Regions from separate parts of the Mus musculus genome. Here region 2 is linked to region 1. The links are chromatin contacts, called in public promoter capture Hi-C maps. All regions are on one chromosome and are shown on one strand. Each heading gives the region's core, a stretch centred on a gene start, on an enhancer-like site or on the middle of the called end of the contact. The rest is flanking DNA. Distances are from core to core; before and after follow the strand shown. Region 1 has its middle 15 kb from the start of Gm35229. Region 2 overlaps Thada (thyroid adenoma associated).

Region 1 (4,401 bases), core at 948-3,447:
CTTTTCGGGGCTCACCCACAGCACCCAGATGGAGGTTGCCAGAGCTGAGTGGTATGTGCCCAACATCTCCTCCATGTATGGCAGGAGTATAAGGATGTATGCATGTGCTTTCACCCCACAGGGAGCTTTTGTTATCATTGCTCCGTGACAAATATTCAGTGTGAGGGGCACAGGTTGGAAAAACCTAGGGCAGTGAAGGTTTCAGATAGGTGACTCAACTCTGGAGAGGAGATGTCCCAAGAGATGAGGGTTCCAACCATCAACCAGCAGAAGGACCAGAGATGTACTGATGCGGACGGTGAGCACGGAGGATGAATCGGATCACGTGTGGTTTGCAGCCCAGTTTGGGAGGTGAGGTACAGGGATGTCTGCTTGTATCCTGTGCACTCAGGGAGAGTCTGGCAAGGAACTTATGGTCTAGTGCAGCTACAATGGGTGACTGCTGAGGCGTCTGTGGAAGGTGGCGGTGACCCAGAACAGCCTCAGATGTTTGGAAAAGGGGGTTGTGCTCACTGGGCTTCTTCCTTGCAGGTGCCAATCATTCTTTCTACCCAGCATGCATTTCTCCCCTCTCATCTCTAACAAAATCCTCTGCAAAATATGATCTTTCCAGCTCTAGCTGCGATACAACCTATTTCCAACAAATCTCAAGTACAAAGAGTTTTATGGCCAGGCTTTTTAAAGGTCATGTTTTCTTGATTAAAAAGTATAGATTCAGCTAATGTAAACTTGCCCCTTTCCTCCATTCTCTTGGCCTGGAAATTAAATGTGAAGGCTGGAAGTGACGAAGCCATTTGTGACCATGTGAACAAAGTCAGGGATGGCGGGGGTGGGGAGTAGCAGGAGTCTTAATTGTCCATCACTCTTAAGAGCTCATACACGTAACCAGATCACCTACAGCCAGGCATCAATGAAGCTAGGGACAACAGCCCTTACTTGTTTGGTGATTAAGTAACTCATAAGCATGGCAGCCCGGGATGCCTAGTTCTTCTTGGCTTGGTATAACCATAAAGGCAAGACAAGACAGGCAGACAAGAGTAACCAAAACAAACAACCATCAAGCACCAGGGATGTAAAGAAGTCCAGGCCATGTCCACTTCTGGGCCGTTCTCAACGCCAGAAGGCACCCTGCAACTCTCCATGATCAACTTTGTCCTCTTTTGGACTCTCTTATGAAACAAAGAATGACCTTGGTAATGCCAGAGAGGAGCGTATCTGTGGTCCTTGGCGTTTCAAGCCCCCTTCTGACTCCCACTGAGCCACTGGTCAGACATACCTCTTCCTATCCAGTCACTGAGAAAGGCCAGGAGATCACCATGAGGAATGAGTGGAGAGCCAGCCAGGACTAGGGAGGACAGGCAGGGAGGGAGACCTCCTGTCTAAAGAAATCTCATGGGCCCACAGCATGAAGTAGGAAAGAAGGCCAGTTGGACAGAAGGCAGGAATGGGATAGAGGCTGAGGTGCACCCCAGAGTTTCTCAGAGAGGCAGCCCCAAGGCAGAAGGCCGTGGGGGGCTTGATCTTAACGGAATGAAGTTCCCAGTCCCGCTGGTCCCCGGGTCTGTACTCCTGAGATGAGTGACTTTGGCAGCATGAGGCCAGTGAGGGACAGACAAGTGACCAGATCTGTGAGGTGGACTGGAGACAGGGCTTGTCCAAGGTAAGGAAGCGGCAGGGATCACTCTGTTCTCCACACCCACAACAATAAAGTGCTCATATGCATTTCCTGTTGGCAAAACTCTTTGGACAGACGTGATCATACCCAGTCAGTGGAGTAAACCCATAAATGGTGTCAGGCCCACAGAACACAGACAAAGGCATTTACTCCAGAGAGCTGGGGCCTGCCGAGCCCACTCAGGACCGTTGGATGCCAATTCACCCCGAATGCAGCGACCCTCGGGAGGTTTCTCCATTTATCTGTGTCTTCCTCAGAGGTCTGCTGGCTTCTCAGCTCTCCAGCCTCACTCCCCTTGTCTGGACAATGAGGGACTCAGCATAGAGCCCTCTGGGTTTACTGCAGTAACTCAGGGGGCCCGGGAAGCCCAACCTCTGTCACTGTGCATCAGAGTGCTAATAAGGTCACCTCAGCCAAGGCTTCTGACAGCTTACTGAGGACAAACTGTTCCCATCTCCAGACTACACCTGAAGGAAGGAACGACCCATGCGCAGCTGCCACCCAGTACCTGGCCACCGCTTCCTCGCTGAGTAGAAGTCCAGGCTGGGACCCAGGCCAGGCGCCTCCCCCACTCCCTGGAGGCAGGCGGCTGCTAATGGCTCTCCCCACAAGCTGGTTCATTAAAGATTTGTTCTGTGGAGTTGCAATCAAAATAAACAGACGGCCTGAAAGCCAGGGAACTAAAAACCAATTAAGAAGGAATAGAGATGGAGGGAGGCTGGGGGTAGGAGGAAAAAGAGGCCTGGGCCTTCCAAAGACTCGGTTCCCATAGCAGCCAGCTTCCAAAATAGTCTGGGAATGAAAAATAATGAAAACCACCGGGGAAAGCAAAGCTGTCCTGGCAAGAGAGTCCTAACCTTGGGATTGGCTAAATCCCGCTGCCCACAGCTCCCAGAGGGCACCTGGTGACCCGGTGACCTGCCCTTCCCCCACACAATCGTCTTCTTTTCCAAAGTTGTGAGTGGTGCTGCCCCTCTAACAGACCCTCTGCGTAGGCTCCGAGGCAAAGAAGCCACATCCAACCTCCACCTCATGGGTGGCCCAAGAAAGTGGAGAAATGTGAGGGACTAGGCATGTGGTTGTCTGAAAGGTGACAGTCAGTACATCAGGAAGCCCATAACACAAAAGGGCCCCAGTCTAGGTGCAGAAGTCTTCCCGAAGTGCCATTCAGACTGAGATCTCAGGTCTGAGTAGGGCTGGTCCAGAGACAATCCGAAGTCCCCTCAGGAGGCACCTGGATAGCAAGGCTGCAGGAGCAGGAGAGTGGGAAAGCTGAGAAGTGGGAGAAAGAAAACAAGCCTGGTGCGTGCTTCTTATCCCAACAAGGCTCAGACAGGAGGATCACGTTCCAGGCCAGCCTGGGCTACACAGTAAGATCTGGATAGATAGAAAGATAGATAGATAGATAGATAGATAGATAGATAGATAGATAGATAGATAGATAGATAGATAGGCAGGCAGGCAAAATGAAAAAATCAAAACCACTAAACCAGCAGCTCAATGTGGCTGACAAAGATTGTTGTGGGCAGCTCTGTGTCGAGCTTCGTGCTCTCGGCACTGAAAGTTCGGAGCTCTGAAGGTTCAGAGTCAAGGAGCAAGGAGTCCTGCATTGACCTACACAGCAGCTCTATCTCTTTTGTCCAGAGCCAGACTTTCTGGGGGAGCCCAGATCCACACCCCCTTTCTCACCCTTAGTGCTGGGAAACTCTAATGTGACTTTCCAGCAGTTTCTCTGGCGGGCCACCGCCGGCCAGGAACATGGCCAGTTAACCATCTCCAGATCCGTGTCTGCTCTCGGTTTTGTGTCATTGCCGCGGCAACGGGAAAGCAGAGCTCCTGGCCGGTCCACTCTCAGATGCCAAGAGAGAATTACTGCCAAAATGAAGTTAACCCTTTGCACCCTCCCCACCAGCCTTCCAGGCCACAGAGATGAACACTGTGGAGCGTGGTCCTCAGGCCCACAATCCCAGCATGAGGAAGCTGAGGCAGAGGGATCCCTGCTAGTCTGAGGCCAGCCTGAGCTGCAGAGAGAGGAGCCAGTGAGAGCTAAGAGAGAAACCATGCCCGGAAACAAAACTAAAACACAAAAAGAAATGAGAGCACCAAGTCTAACACTCACCAAAAGTTCAACCGCCCCAGGCAGGGCCTGCTCCAGAGAGACCCCGCCACCACCTGAGTGACAGAGTAGAGAGCAGCAGAGAACAGCAGAGGTGGCGTGAGGGTTGACATGCTCAGCTGCTGGAAGCTGCTCTCAAAGCAACTGCCTGTTTTCCCAAGAAACCCAGCCCATGACCGGCAGGAGCCTACGGGCACTTAGATGGACCCATGAAGGCAAAAGCATGGCCACTGTTCCCCCAACTCACTGAGGTACCAACCGGAACAAGGGGGCATGGGGCAAAGCATGCTGGCCTGGGAATCCAGAAACAAGCTGCCCCCAGGTGCCTGTCCTGTCCCCAGGTGGCTAGAACTATGGTCCGGTTGGTTTGGGGTCGGTTGGTTGTTTTAACTTTTTTAAATGAATTAATTTCGAGGGAGGAAGAGAGAGATACCACAGTGCAGCTGTGGAAGTCAGGGGACAAGCTGTAGGCTCAGGCCTTCCATCGTGTGGCTCTGGGGACTGAATTCAGATCATCAGGCTTGGTGGCAGGCACCCTTACAGAGACGCCACGGCTTCCAGATGGTGAGGCTAGGACAGACACGCCCATGAAATCTGACCTCGACGGCTC
Region 2 (4,094 bases), core at 113-2,612, 430 kb before region 1:
GCTGGGGTTGGGCATGGGTGCTAACTGTATTAACTTCAAGAGAGATAGAAAAAAAGATTGCATACAAAATTGGATTTTAGTTCTAAAGGATTTCCTGATGGAACATCTACTTGCTGCTGACAATAGTTTCTAAGAATTTTTTAAAAAAATAAAGCATGCTACCTTGTAATATTTCAATAAATGTTGTATGTGATAAAGTATGTTAAAAGCCGGGTGTGGTGGCGCACGCCTTTAATCCCAGCACTTGGGAGGCAGAGGCAGGCGGATTTCTGAGTTCGAGGCCAGCCTGGTCTAAAAAGTGAGTTCCAGGACAGCCAGGGCTATACAGAGAAACCTTGTCTCAAAAAACAAAAAAACAAACAAACAAACAAAAAGTACAGTTAAAAACATCAATATAATATTAGTAAAATACACATCAGTTCTTCCCTCTTCCTGGCAGAACTTAGGTCTGCTGCCTAAGTCACTCAGAGGATACGTGCCTGAGAACAGAGCACAGGGGAAGTATTTCTGCCCTTTGAGTCTCTGACTTGATCCACTTTAGTTACTGGAAGAGAGGTTAATTAATGTAAAATTTCTTTAGTTTTAGTAATTCAGAAGATTAAAAATCTTTTGAGGGCTTCAAAAGATCATGGTGCACCATTGGAATTTGCCTTTAGTAAATGTAACATTTGTTTTCTAAAGAATTATAACAACATACTTAAATTCCAGAACAGTAAGCAAAATAGCTTAAGTTCACTGACTTGAAAAAACATTCTTTTATACTGCACGGTTCTAAAATAAATACTTAAAAGAAACAGAGAGCAAGCCATTCTATCTTGGATTTCATTTTCCTTCAGATAGAACAGCTAGAACAAACATTCTTGCTAGTTAGCATTGCCTGTGTTTTTATGAAGTTAATAACTAAGCTGTCAATCACGCCCTATATAAATACGGAGGTTGAATGCTTTCTGCTTCAGAAGCACTTTTATTTACAAGAGCTGCCAGCCAAGATTTCCAGAGCACTCCACGGGCTGTTTGCTTTGATCTGTGTTGAGGGCTGGTCTCTTTATACCTGTTGGTTTGCTCTTTATGATACCTTTGTGTGATCAGGTATTGGGAGAGCAGATGTGCAGAATAAACAGAGGGGAACCAGAGCTCAAGAGAAACCATGTAATTATGCACCAACAGCTCTAGAGCAGAGAATATTTTCCCAACTCCACTTAGCTGCTGTTATGACAAGAGGACAGATGTCATGGTGTTCACCCTGGGGAAGCTGGAGCTTTGCTTTAAGCAGCCACTTTTTATGGAGCGGTGTGCATACTCTGACTACAGCTTGCAGAGGTGGCGCAGGCCCTCCCTCCCACGCCTCTGCCTTTGCCCTTTTCTCACTTGCTCCTTCCTTGGGGAATGTTTACCACATGTCTCCGACCAAATAATCAGCTCTCTGTTGGGAGAACTACCTTTGAATTTTCAACTGGAAATGTGCCTTTTCACGGTTAAGGCCACTTTCAAAAACAGAATAGCGTTTTGGTGGGTCCCTCTGTGGCTTTGATTTAGAGTTTGTCCAGTACCGTGGGGAACTGAACACTGAAGGCCTTTGCACCCCCAGTGCCACCCCCATAGTCTTCAGTGAGTGAAAGAAGGGCAGAAAGGAAGAGGAACTGCAGTGCTTGCCTCCAAAATGACCTATTCTGAGGGATTTCTCCTTTTAATTAAAGCTGCCTTAGCATTTCCCATGACGTAATTACATTTGCATATTACTTTCCTCTAGGAAACTTGATGTTTGAAGTTTGTAACTTCTGGTTTTGTTTGAAACTAGAAAAGTTTTCCCTGTGTGTTTTAAACTAGAAATTTTATCATCACTTAACAATGCCTTTGGAGGGAAGGTTGGTTGGTTTTCAGGCCCTCAGAGGGTTCTCTGTGCATGGGCAAGTCCTCTTCATACTCACTGACCGTCTGGGCCAGCACTTTTCCCTCCTGTGACACTGGCATGACTCGGGTTTTCAATGGAAGGGCGCCAGTGCTTGGCTCCAGGGTTAGAAAGGAGGCCTTTTACTAATACGTTTTCTCCTTGCTTTCTGCCCAGAAAAGTTCTAAATCTCGTATTTCCAACAGTTACTATTGCAGTTTGTTGGGCTTCTGGTGTATAGCTTTTAAATATTGCTGTCTCTGATAGTCAGCAGAGGGTAAGTAATGCCCAGGTACCCGGTTGTAGCAACCTCCCTTGGGTACTTGCAGAGTAAAATTATTTGGTAAATGTTAAGGTAGATTAAAGCTTGGTTTTGAACCCGGTTCTCCTGCAGAGCCTTGTTGGGGAGCAAAGAAGTTGCCAGGAACCAGCACAAACTAGCTCAGCTGTAAGGCTATCTATAGCCTGTGTTCAGGCAGAAGCCTCCTAAGAGGTAGGAAAAGGCTGACATCACCTCTGAGCATCTTTAAGCCTTAGTTGTAAGTGGAGCTACAGGACAGCCAGAGACCAGGCCAGAGGAGCCAGAAGCAATTACAGAAGATGGGCCATGCTGCGAATACCAGTGAAGAAACTGCTGCTGCAGATGTGCCAGGGATGGTGGGGGGTAGAGGTGGGGACCCTCGAGCCGCTTAGTTGACCGATCCTGCCAAGTCCCCCCCAGTGTTTTTATTTTACATTCATTCAGGGTTCAAGCCTGTAATTAAATTTTCTGAACAAAGGACCTATTAAGTTACACCATCCAGATTGATGACTGACAGTTCTTCCTTCGAGGTACACAAGGAAATCTGTAGTGTGTAAAGCAAAATACAGACTGTAGTGAGGATTGAGGAGGAGGGTGTTACAGCGGACAGCAGGGTCGCCGCTCCAGCCCTTGGCCAGGTGTCTAGGTTTACCCTAGGATCTAAAACAGTGTCGGTGATAGGCCTTGTTCAGATATCCAGGAAAAATATGTGCATTTCTAACTAGTAGTGTATTGTTTTTTAAAAGCTCTCTCTGGCCAGTTCAGTGGCTCTGTGAGTAACGACACCAGCACGTGTGATGCTTTTGTTTGACCCCTGGGAGCTATGGTGTAGAGAATCCACTTGTACAGGTTCTCCTTGGGCCCTCACATTCTGTGACATATGCAGGCACACCCGCAGACACAAGCACACAACACTCACACACTTAAACAGTTATTTCTTCAACAGTTTAACTTAATATTATTTTTTGAAATAGGGTCTCCTATGTGAATCCGGCTGCCTCTGCCTCCTGAGAACTGGGATTAAAGGTGTGTGGCACCGCTCCTCCCAGCCCTAAATAAAATGTAATTTTTAAAAATCTCTCTCCACTTTTGTGTAGGCACCATATACTTGCTTAAAACATTTTCGCAGTGACCCACACACAATTTATGATGTTTATTCTTGGGCCCAAACTTAAGGCAGCTTCCCAGACTTGGAGAGCTCAGGGCTCAGCTCCATTAGCTTGGCATCTAGGCCCTCCACATCCACACCCATCCTGTCCATTGTTCCAGGCAAGCCAAAGGCATCCTGGCCTCAAAAGCATCTATGCTATGCCTTTTATTAAAGGCTTTCTCCTCCCCTCTAGCCTCCCAGCCGTCCTAGGAGAGGGAAATCCTTGCTGACCTTTAAGACCAAGCGTTATCTAAGCAGCACATGGGCTGACAGTGTCCTGGTTTACCCCAGCTCATGTGTGCTGAACCTTCCTGGAGAGCTTCTCTTTGGCTCTTGCTTACTGCTCAGGCCTCCATAACCATATTATTCTTCTCCCTCTCCCCCTGGTCCCCCTGGTCCCCCTGGTCCCCTTTCCCCCGGCCCCTTGGTCCCCCTCTCCCTCCTTCTCCCTCTCCCCCTTTCCGTCAGTTTTTTCTTTTGCTTTTGTTTTTCTGCTCCTTTATGCGTTGTTTTGTAAGTCTGATTTAAAACTCCTGGGAAGCAGAGGTAGAATTATTTGTGTGTAGCAATGTCCTCTGGAGCATTTACATTGTGGTGCTTGTCTGTCAGCTGTTGACTCTGCTCTCTGTGGCTCAGGCCAGGGCTTTGGAACCACTGGGCACCCTTGTACCAGGGGTACTTTTTGGCTTGTCAGCACAGTAGTGGAGAAGCTAGACCTAATTCTGTCCAGGACAGAATCTAATTTCCAAATCTTT

The links. Capture Hi-C pulls out chosen DNA fragments and counts their contacts.
Region 2: a promoter capture Hi-C map of adipose tissue shows a contact between it and region 1. The contact joins two enhancer-like sites. A contact is called at or near these places in 1 of 484 Hi-C or Micro-C datasets (bone marrow-derived macrophages), 12 of 115 datasets of contacts at active chromatin or transcription factors (embryonic basal ganglia, embryonic stem cells, epiblast stem cells and 2 more) and 2 of 9 other capture datasets (adipose tissue and embryonic stem cells).

Annotation. Positions count from the first base shown.
Region 1 is chr17:83,936,852-83,941,252 of GRCm38.p6, reverse strand. No RefSeq gene overlaps it. Among named protein-coding and RNA genes, the nearest start is that of Gm35229, 15 kb to the left of the region's middle. Within about 2 kb of position 2,197, at least 67 of the 459 cell types and tissues checked have an H3K27ac peak or open chromatin away from gene starts, as enhancers often do. A contact at or near this core is called in adipose tissue, where this site is marked.
Region 2 is chr17:84,363,084-84,367,177 of GRCm38.p6, reverse strand. The region is part of intron 26 of Thada (thyroid adenoma associated); the gene reads left to right. Among named protein-coding and RNA genes, the nearest start is that of Gm24722, 26 kb to the left of the region's middle. Within about 2 kb of position 1,362, at least 103 of the 459 cell types and tissues checked have an H3K27ac peak or open chromatin away from gene starts, as enhancers often do. A contact at or near this core is called in adipose tissue, where this site is marked.